Linked DNA regions of Mus musculus: region 1 is linked to region 2. The links are chromatin contacts, called in public promoter capture Hi-C maps. All regions are on one chromosome and are shown on one strand. The core of a region is the stretch at or near the end of the contact, and the rest is flanking DNA. Distances in the headings are between cores, read along the strand shown.

What was found. Capture Hi-C pulls out chosen DNA fragments and counts their contacts.
Region 1: a contact with region 2 is called in a promoter capture Hi-C map of liver. The contact joins the promoter of S100a13 here to the promoter of Pear1 in region 2. A contact is called at or near these places in 2 of 9 other capture datasets (adipose tissue and liver).

What each region holds. Positions count from the first base shown.
Region 1 is chr3:90,511,101-90,516,518 of GRCm38.p6, forward strand. S100a13 (S100 calcium binding protein A13) reads left to right here and starts at 3,335. Exons shown (of 4, transcript NM_009113.5): 1 at 3,335-3,365; 2 at 3,658-3,919; 3 at 4,750-4,942. The coding sequence starts at 4,790. It overlaps S100a1 (S100 calcium binding protein A1), which reads right to left and starts at 3,230. Exons shown (of 3, transcript NM_011309.3): 1 at 3,101-3,230; 2 at 896-1,049; 3 at 1-264. The coding sequence starts at 1,036. The coding sequence ends at 121.
Region 2 is chr3:87,764,829-87,770,535 of GRCm38.p6, forward strand. Pear1 (platelet endothelial aggregation receptor 1) reads right to left here and starts at 4,125. Exons shown (of 25, transcript NM_152799.2): 1 at 4,050-4,125.

The sequences.
Region 1 (5,418 bases), core at 2,085-4,584, 2.7 Mb after region 2:
TGCACGTCGAGACTGGGCAAGGATGGGGACATAGGGAGGTACAGGTGGGGTGAGGAGCAAGCACGCTAAAGGGGAAATCTTGACAAGTGGGAGAGGAAGGGCACTGCTCACAGACTGTGCTCAACTGGTCTCCCAGAAGAAGTTGTTACAAGCCACTGTGAGAGCAGCCACCAGCACAACATACTCCTTGAAGTCCACTTCCCCATCTCCGTTTTCATCCAGTTCCTTCATTACCTTGTCCACAGCATCTGCATCCTTCTGGACCTGTAGAAGGGGATGGAAGTGTTTATCACTAAGTCAGAGCCACCATGGTGGTGGAGGAGGAGGTGGAAATGAGCAAGTGAGAGAATGATATTTAATTATGGGAGTCTTCTACAACCTTAAAGACTGGTGAGTTAAGAACTGGTGACCTGGGACTGGTGAGATGGCTCAGTGGGTAAGAGTACCCGACTGCTCTTCCAAAGGTCCGGAGTTCAAATCCCAGCAACCACATGGTGGCTCACAACCATCCGTAACAAGATCTGACGCCTTTTTCTGATGTGTCTAAAGACAGCTACAGTGTACTTACATGTAATAAATAAATAAATCTTAAAAAAAAAAAACCAAAAACTGGTGACCTATAGAACTAAGCAGAGTTAATAGTTACATCTGTTGTCATACATGATTGTCTACATTGTGACAAGCTGGGAACCTTACAGACTTTCTTTCATTTAATTAAAAATTCACACACAAAATCATTTTAGGGCACAGCGATGCCTTTAATCCTAGCACTCAGTGGGGGAGAGAAGCAGGTAGGTCTATTTGAGTTCAAGGCCAGCCTGATCTACATAGCAAGTTCCATGCCAGCTGGGGCTACATCCCCTTCCTCCACCCTGTACCTCAATCCTGTGCTTACATCCAGGAAGCCAGAAAGTTCAGTTTGTAGCAGGTCTTTCAGTTCTTTCTTGCTCAGCTTATATTTGTCCCCTTCCTTGCCCGAATGGGCATGGAACACATTGATGAGGGTCTCCATGGCACTCTCCAGCTCAGAGCCCATTTCAGCAGCACACCTACCCATTCCCACAAAGATGGAAGTGAATTATAAACCAGATTCAGGACATCTGTGGTCTGGGTAAGGGAAATCTTCAGCCCTGGCCCTGGATTCGCTCAAATAGCTGCGAGATGAACCTCATTGTACTTTATCTTTCATTCAGATTTTGCAGTGTAGGAGAAACCCTAGCACTAAATCTGGTCCAGCGTTTTGGGTCCCTCTATCATTTCCCCGTCAGAGGGAGTCAGGGATAGGCATGGAGATGAAGCAATAGGAACTGGACTGTCTTCAGAAGCCTGCAAAAGACATCTGCAGTGGCTGACTCAAGGCTGGGGAGCGGGAGGGGAGACATGGGTGGACACAGGACCAGGCAGGCTTCGAGCTCTAGTTTTACCTTCCAGGCCTGTCACAGTTAAGCTTTGTTGTTGCTACTAAGTGGGCTACGATCTCCTCTGCCTACCCCAGGAAGAAGTCTGATACCTTTGGTGAGCTGATGGGGGGTCAGTGAGGAAGAGGTGTCTTACTGTTCCCAAGCTTCCTGTCAGCAAGCATGGCTCTTCCTCTTAAGATACCGAGGATTCAGCCCAGGTCCCTTTGGCTACATCTCCATCTTTTTGTGCTTGGGATTTATTTATTTATAGCAGGGTCACACTCTGTAGCCTGTGCTGTCCTGGAATTAGCTCAAGCAGATCCTTAGCTTCTGGGCAGTCGTGTCTCTGTGTGCTGAGATTACTGGTCTGAGTTCCCCCTCTCTCTTCAGCATGCCATTTTGGCTTCTTTGGGGGACGGGGGTGGGGGGGGCGGTATGGCGGTATTCTTAACATGACTGCCTGTTCTAGTCCTTTTCTCTGCAAAATCATCCCTTTCCATCAGGTAGGTAGAAGGAAGGGAGAAGAGATGTCTGAGGCTTTTCCTTGGAGACGAGCTTTGTAGGTGTTCTTCCTGATGCTGTCCATTGCTGCCACGGGCCAGCGTTGGTTCGGTAGCTCCAGTGGGAGCAGGCTAGGGCTGGTTTGTGTTTGATAAAGGGCTGAATGTATGAGGTCATTTGAGCTCAAGGGCTGGGCGAGAGTGGGAGAATGGAGAAGTCTATTGAGAAGAGACTACTAAACTGGGGTGGGGTGGGGGGCTCGATCTTTCGGCCCTGGGAGGGTCATGCCTTCCACAGCCTCAGGGGTTGCTCATGTGTCTCAGCTCAGGTGTCCTCATCCTTCTTCACCACTGAGTATTCTGGACAATGGGTCCTGATTAGATGACATGCCAGCTCTTCAGTGGAGCCCTTGTGACTGTCACCTGAACTCCAGTCACAAGAAGCAGTTGTTACAGAGACAGTGGGAGAGAGAATTCAAGCCAGGCTGATCAAAGGGATAAGAGGGTGCTCAAGGGAGGAATTTGGGCGGCTCGGTTACCATTCTCATCTATGAGGGGCATCTGGAGGTTGCCTGGAACCCTCTAGCAGCTTGGAATTTTATGTAGGGGAGGATCTGGGCTTGGAGCAGTGGGAAACAAAGAGGGAAAAATTAGGGGAGAGAGGAGAGGGGGTCAAGGCTGAGAAAGAAGGGCTAGAGAGGAGGTCTGTGAGGCAGAGATGGGACAGTGCACACCGCCACAGACCCCCTTCTTTAAGAAAGATACCACATGACGTAAGCTCCACTGCTAGGAGCCTTCCCTGGCTCTTGAGAAGGCAGAGAGTGAGGGTGGAGAAGGGGCAGGGACAGCTTTTCTTATTCTTACCCTGAAGGAGCAGGGCTGTATCTCCTCCCTGCCCACACCTAGAGACTGGCGTCCCTGGCAGGAGACACAGGATTCTGTGTAGGAAGACCTGGTAGCCTGGAAGCTGGGTGGCGCCCTCATTCACCACACGCTCCCAGCTCTCTGACCTTCACTCACCTCCTCTCACTACTTTCCAAACTTCATCATCCCTAGTTCCCGAACTGCTCTTTCCCTTGACCGACTCCTCCCGGACACCACAGTATCCTTTTCCAGGGCTCTTGGGGTCCTTCTGAAGTTCCCTTTCTTCCAGGCTGGCTAAGCCAGAGAGACCTATCCTAAGCAGGGTAGGATACTCACGGTTGGCCTCGGCCTGACGTCGGAACAGATTCTCGACAGAAGGGCACGCTGCAAATGTGGCCACTGGACCGGTGTGAGGAGACCTGTCTTTTAGTCGTCTTTCCCTACCGACCTCCTCCCCAACGGCTCCACCCCTTCACAAACGACACCCAAAGGGCTAAGGGCCAGGAGTGGACAGAGGCGCCCTCTGTCTCCCAGGAGGGAAGGGGCTGTCCTGTGTTTCTTTCCGTTCTTGCTTGCACCACCTCCCTGAGCCTAGCGGGAAGTAGGTGGAAGGGAAGGAGGTCGAGGGAAGGGTGCTATGGTGCTGGGTGCTGCGGTGCGGGCTGAGCAGGGAAAGGGAAGGATTCTGCCCAGGAGTGCTTAGCCTGTGCGCCTCCGACAGGGGCTTCTGTCTCGGAACTCAGTGAAGAATTTCAATAGGAGTTCCACTATGGGACCCTTAGTCTGGGGCTCTCCGAGTGCCTTTGGATCTCTTTGCCTTCTCAGAAGGGGATTTTTCAGTGCTGAATCCCCCAAGTATATTTTGTTTGCTTTTCTTTTTAATCTTTTTCAAGCAGCAGTAGCAGTCCCTCTAACACAGACTCCCAAGTAGCCCTCATAATTGGGAGGGATGAGACCCTGTGGTCCTTCCTGATCAGGCTGTGTCCCAGTCGCGTGGCGCTGTGTTGGGATGGCTAGTGACAGCAGGGGCGGTCCCCTCAGCGGAGGCGGAAACTTGACACTTCAGACTTGGGAGTGGCTCTCGCCTTGCCTGGTGCTTATAAACTTCAGCCTCAGGGCTCCAGATCGGTTAGCTGCATCCCACCTTCTTTCCCGGTGAGTTACTTTTCCTGACTGCAGAGAACCTGGAGACCTTCCTTTCTTTATCAGCTCCCGGGTCCCTCCTTCCAAGCGGGTTCAGGCAGAGATTCAGGAAGTGACTTTAGGAGAGCAGGCAACGGTCCCCGGAGGAGTATGTGGGTGGGTGGACAGACAGAAATGAGGGGACGAGTGGGCATGTTTCTTCCCTTCCTGGACCCCCGAAGGCCCTGGTGTCCAGGCCAAACACTTTGTGGGTTGTGGATGTGAGGAGTTTGAAGAGTCCCTTTCTAGATCTTGTCAGTCATGGACAGTAGCAGGGAAGGTCGGTGGGTTCTTGTGCTGAGCAGACTCTGACCTCCATAGCCAGAGGTAGGGAGGGTATGGGGCAGAGAAGATGGATCTGGCCCAATTGAGCCAGCCCTGACCTCAATTGGGCCTTTGCCAGCTCTAGGCTTCTCTACTAGGAGCCTTAGCCAGGATGTGGGGAGGGTGGAGACTCCAGTCTCAATACAAATCAACATTGGAGACAAACAACCTCCTGACCTTCAGGCAGGGAGTGACAGAGAGAAAGGACCATTAGAACAGAGCCCCTACATGGGATGTTAGCACATTCAGAGGACTCCAAAGGAAGACTGTCACAGATAGAGTGGTTGTCCCATGGAAGGATCACTACAGAGCCATCCCTAAGACAGACACTCCAAAAGGGCACTCAGATAGAGATGATTTCTGATGCGAACCTCAACTGCAATACTGTTGGAACAGACAGTATTGTCATTACCCTTCCAGGCAGCCACTTCACCCATTCTTGGATCCTTGATTCCCCTGGTCTGTTTCTTTCCTGTCAGGTCAATCTGTGTGGACATCAGCTCCTGCTTTGGTATACTGATGGCAGCAGAGACTCTGACTGAACTGGAGGCGGCCATTGAGACTGTGGTCTCTACTTTCTTCACCTTTGCAGGGCGGGAAGGACGCAAAGGCAGCCTGAACATCAATGAATTTAAGGAACTGGCCACTCAGCAACTGCCTCATTTGCTCAAGGTTGGTAGAGGGCTCTAGGTCTGGGCTCTAGGTCTAAGATTTTCTATGCACGCCAGGTGATGACACTGAACAGGTAATGTGACAGAAAACAGTGTGAGTGACTGCATGTTTAGGTGGTTCTGTGAGGTAGGTGCCTCAGGTAGGTGGTGTGTGTGTGTGTGTGTGTGTGTGTGTGTGTGTATGAGCAAACATTCTGTGTTGTTGCAGTTGGGAACAGGCTGTTGTTGGGCTCTGTGCTTCTGTTGAACAATGCTGTTAAGTCCTGCCTATGTCTCTCTGGTCTCATTTTCTCAACATAAAACTGGACCCAGACTTGAATTCTCGAAGATTTACAGACAGTAAAAACTGAAAGGAGGCTTAACAAAAATAAAACTATAAGCCAGGCATGGTGGTGCATGTCGTACGCCTGTGATCCCAGCACTCAGGAAGTTGAGGCAGAAGGATCAGGTTTTGAAGCCAGGTTAGGGAGACTCTTT
Region 2 (5,707 bases), core at 2,875-5,374:
CTCTCTCTGTCCTCCCTCACCTATGGTACCAACTCCCTGACACTCCCCCATCTCTCAGTCTAGAGAGTCTAGTCCTGTCCCTGTCACAAGCTATGTGGCTTTGGTCATGTCACTTGAGCCCTCTGAGCTCGGTTCTGAGGTGGGCTCTTTAGTTTCTGTCTCTCTTTGCTTTTTCTTGAGTTGCCTTTATCGCTGAGCCAGGCTCATGTAGTCCTTCCCAGCCAGGAGTGAGACCCCAACCCAGACCTCCACATTCTCCCCACAGCAGAGCTAGCACTGCCAGCCTTGACCACCCAGTGGCACCTCACACCACAAAGTCTTCATGAGCACATTCAAACACGGGGCCCCTCCTTCATTCACCCAGCTGAACCAGGCTCCGGCACGCCAGGCATGTCTGCCGGATGGAGGGGCCGGAAGCCTGAGAGAGGCTGACTAGAGGCTGGGGCAGAGCAGGGTGAGAGGCTGGCCCGCTGCTGGCTCAGGAAGCGGAGGCCAGAGGGTCTACCATAGGCCTTGTTTACTCATCAGGAAATAGAGAACCAGCAGGGTTCTGACTCAGATCTAAGCCAGTCTCCGCCCCAGCTCCAGCCCTGACTGCCACCTGGGGAGAGGTGGCCCCTTTCACTAATAAGGGGATAGGACGATCTTTGTAAAACGTGTTGCCCAAGGGCTGTGTCTGGCCACCAGATTGAGACAAGTCTGGAGAATAGCTACCCCACTAGCCTGCCTGCCTTACCACCACCCAGACATTACCTTCAGAAAGTACAATTCTGGCAGGGCAAGATGACTTTTACCTTTAATCCCAACACTCAGGAGGCTGAGATAGGAGGATAATTCATTCCAGGACAGCCTGGGCTACATACAGAGAATTTTTTTTTTCACAAAGTGCAGTTCTGCTCTGGCTCCTGCTTGCTTCCACCATCTTCTGTGGACCCCCATTACAGGAAAGGCCAGTAACACCCATCTGGCCCTGTGACATTCACTGAAGCCAAGGGTCCCACATGCCTCTCACTGTGCAGCTGCCTCTGCTCAAGCCTCCTCAGAATGTCTGGTCCCTCTCAGCCTTCGAGACCAGACTCAACCAAGAAACTCCCCAAACTCAAGCCTCACCTTCCCTCCCTGCCCTCTAGGCTTAAAAAGGCAAGCCCCCCCCCCCAATGGCTCTGTCTGTTACCTATAGCTCTACTCAGAAGCCGGCTCCAAGTGGGACGCTCCCCCCGACACAGGGAAATGACCCAGCCAGTCAGTAGCCTTGTGCCTCCTCTGGGAACAAGCAGAGCTAACTTCGGCCACTCCAGGGCTGAGAGCAGAACACTGCTGTCTAGGGAGGGGCTGAGGGACAGCCTTCTATGGCAGCTACACTCCCTAGCCTGTGCTCTCAGTCTCTGTGAGACCCACCCTGTGCATCACTCTCCAACACTGGCATAGTCCAAGGTTTCCTTGAAGACCATCCCTGGGACACAGGGCTCTTTCACTGGTCTAGGCTTGCTTGGTGGTGCTAGGAATGGAGCTCTGGACCTTGACCACCTAGCTGGCTTGTAACGCTTATCAACAACTGTCTGCCACCATGTCAGACTTGCCTTGGGCAAGGCTCTTCACCACACATCTGGTACCAGCCAGCACCCACAGCAGCTGTGTGGCAGGGACAGGTGGACACACTGAACTGAGTGTAATGGCTGTGGTCCTTTCTTCTGCTCCCCATCAGACCTCCCAAAGCCCCAGACACAGTGCAGAGTGACTGGTAAAAACAAAGGTGGAGGGCTGGAGAGATGGCTCCGTGGTTAAGAGCACTGACTGCTTGCTCTTCCAGAGGTTCTGAGTTCAATTCCCAGCAACCGCATGGTGGCTCACAACCATCTGTTATGGGATCTGATGCCCTTTTCTGGTGTGTCTGAAGACAGTGACAGTGTACTCACATAAAATAAATAAATCTTAAAAAAGAAAGAAAGAAAAAGAAAAAAGGCGGAATGCAGAAAGACTAAGCACAAACTGAAAGATGGCTCTCCACCTGTCATGCTGGCCTGGATCAGGACCTCCTCAGGATCGCCCTCCACCTTCCCAGCTGGTGACTGGGATAAGGGGCCAGTTCTTACAGCGGTCTGAACGGAGGACAGACATGCAAGGCTCCGAGTCACCTAGCAGGAAGCAGGTGTGGAGCAGATGTGAGTCCTCATCCTGCCCCCTCGGGCCTGGGACAGTGCCCATCATGGTCCACAAATCCTCCCAAACACAGGGACTGAGTCCCAGATGCAACCACAGGAAGGGAGAGGTGCCCACACTCACGGTCCTGCTTGCAGGTCACTCTCAGGCGACATGCAGGTGTGTAACATGAGGGAAACACAGGGAGGGCTAGCCTTTTCCTCCTCTTAGCGATTACACCACTAGGTGGGTATTTTGCCCTAGGTGGGTATTTTGCCATTCTTCATACAAGCTACAGCACAGCAGGGGTTCAGACCAGGCCTCAGGCAGACTCTGTGTGCCCTTCCTTCCACCCTCATGGCCTCTCCTCGACCTGGCATCTTTGTTCTCAAGCTCCATATGCACAGTTCTCTCCCCAGGCCTTGTTTTGCCAAGTCTGTGTGTCTGCATTGGCCTGCGTCTGTGTTTATGTCTGTCCATCCTCTCTCCTCCTGCCTTTCTGCTAGCTCCCCCCACCCCACCCCACACGCTGGCTGCCCCACAGGGCAGGTACCAGGAGCCATCATCCTGTTCCAAGCTGGAGTTTCCTCAGAGAAGCCACATACAGTGGCTGTGGCAACTATCTTTCTCTGGGTTTCTCGCTGGTGGAGCAGGCTGCCTGGGGAGGGTTTCCTCTTCTGGGTTGTCTGATAGGGCATGTTGGAATGGAGTGGAGAAGCAGAAGCCAACCCTCCCACTTCACCCTTCACTGAGAAGAAAAAGGCAAGCCAGGGAGGGGGCAGGTTTTGGAAGAGCAGCCAAGCAGGGTAGGCTGGCAGGTGGGAGGCCAGCCCACACCCATCTCACCCATGCACACACAGCCAGAGGTAGGGCACTGTACTGTGGGCTGGAGTTGGGTTTGGAGAACAGCCTCCAACCCCCTAGGCCTAGCATAGGCAGGGGTTGAGAACTGACCCCTTATCCGGCCCTGCCTAGAGCTAAGGCCTGGCTGAGCCTGGGAACTTCAACCAGCACACGCTGTTCCAGTCTCCGGGGACCAGGGGTCACCGTCCCCAGCTGGGGCAGCAGGCTCTACTAAAAGTCCAAAACAAGGAGTCACGAGTCCGTGGCTAGAGGCTGGAAACAGGGATGCGAAGTGAGGGAGGCCTTGCTGGATGGAGCTTGGGTTCCCGGGCCCCAGGGCTCACACTATCAGCCTGGCTATGGGCCCACATCATCCAGGAAAAAGAAAAACAAACAAAAAAACAACAATAAACAAGCCTCAGAGACTGTAGGTGCCTATGGCTGACCTCTCCCCTACAAGATGGGAAAGGACACGCAAATCCAATCTCTTCCCTGGGCAGGGGTAGGGGGCAACACTATGAACACTAAACAGGGTCTTTCTCCGCGAGACATAGGAGGAGACAGGCAGGCAACTGTGTTTTGTTGGTCCTCCCAGAAAGAAGAAATTGGGGGATAGAGGGAAGACAAGGTTTAGGGTTGCTTTTCAGGGCTTCGGTACCACCACCATGGTTCTACACTAGCAAACAGCACACTGGAATCCAGGAGACTTGCAGGCTGCCTTCCTCAGGGCGAGAAGAGAGCTCTCCCAGGCTGGTCCCCATCCTAGCTCCTTATCCTCAGAGCTACGCAGCTTTCTTTTTCTACTTAGTTAGGTCTCCCTCTCCCTCTCTGCTCGCTCTCTTCTTTCTCTCCTCTCTCTCTCTCTTTTCACTTAGGCGGCTTTCTCTACTTAGATCTCACTTTCTTCTCTTCCCCTAACTCTCTCCTTTCTCCTTTCTCTTCTCTTTCCACTTAGACGGAACACACACACACACACACACAGGAGTCCCCACTCCATCTCCTCCTTTCCTCTCTTCAGGTTTCAGCCCAGCGGTCTCGGGCTCCAGAGCCCAGGGCAGGTCACTCACCTGCCTCGGGGCTCGGAGCTCGGAGCTCAGAGCGGCGTGTTGTACCGACGGGTCCTGCTGGCCGACAGAGCTGGCTGCGCGGGCAGGAAGGGGGTGGGCCTCCGCCCGCGCCCAGGCAGGAAGTCCGCGCGGGGAGGCTGGAGCCCGGCCGGGTGGGGTCAGCCCTCCGCACGCCTGTCTGCGAAGTGGACGGGGAGAGCCGCCCAACCTGACAGCCCCGGCTCCCGGCGTCGCGGTCCACCCGACGCCCCTCTTTCCTGCCCGGCGGCGCCCCCTGGCGGCCTTCAGGGGAGGGGCACCCTGCCTGCGCGGTCAGATCTTTGGGACCTTTGCAAGAGTTGAAGCAGGATTCTGCTACATAAAGAAAGCAGATCTTGCTCATCAGCTTGCTCCGAAGAACTCAGCGACCTACCACAGTCAGGTCTCAGAACAAAGACAACTTGGGCCTGGGGGAGTGTGGCTTATGCTGCAGGCCCTAGGTTGAATTCTAAACAGCAGGGACACCTTTATTTAAGAGTGATTGACATATAATAAAAATAAGCCCACTTGGCTTGATGAATAATGTTCCAAAACTTTATCGTGGCAAAACATACACAATATAAAACACATCCTTTCAACAAATGTTAAGTATACAGTTCGGTGGCATAAAGTATTTCACATATACGAAACCTTTGCTACTGTCAATTTCCAGAGCTTTCTCCTCATCCCAAACTGAAACTCAGTCTGCATCCCCTGGCCCTGGTAGCCATCGTGAAGTTAGGCTATATGTACCTCAGCTCCGGCCTCCGACCTTCCACATCTAGCTTATTCTACTTAGCATGCTGTTTCATTGGCTTAGACAAATGTGTTCATCCCAATAAAAGTGTGGTTTAAAATGTCCCTCTCTGGGGATGGAGAGATGGCTCAGGGAGGGGTCGAGGGGGTGTAACGCGCTTGCCACCAAGCCTGATGACCTGAGGTTGAACCCAGGGACCCACATGGTAGAAGGTGAGAATCAAATCCCAAAACTTGTCATCTATGCCCACAACAGTGCCATAGCATGGTACATATTCCCTCCCCTGCAACAGAAGTCAATCTAATGTTTTAAAGTCCATCTCCCCCAGTGTACCTACTCTAGGCTACAGTAAGGACGCAGATTCCGTCCTCACCCCTAGCCCAAACCCCACGAAAGTTTTGATTTGCTTTCTGTAGTTTATATTTCTAGAATATCCGTGTAAATGTCATCATAGAGTATGTACTCACGTATGTCCATCTTCTTCCCCTCACCATAAAGTTTCTGGGCCGTTGGGTGTTCTCTACTACAGCAGGTGACAGCACTGGGCTATTCAAGAACAGGATTGCTGTGTCCTGACAATTCCTGATTCTTGGATATTGTGGTTCCAAGCTGTTTGTGTATAATACTTACTAATATTGTGTATAATACTGATATATAATAATTACTAATATTATTATTATTATAATCCAGGTGAGAGACAGGCAATGCTGTTTAACAGTTGTTCTGATGATAAACTGGGCAGAGCTCAGGTGCAGTGGATGGCAACAGTGTTTCAGAGAAGGAAATACGAAGTTGGACTGCGGTACCATAAAATGTCCAGCAGAGGGCAGTAAAAACCAACGCAAGGTCAGGCGGCATAAGACCCATCATTTTTGAAGCCTTG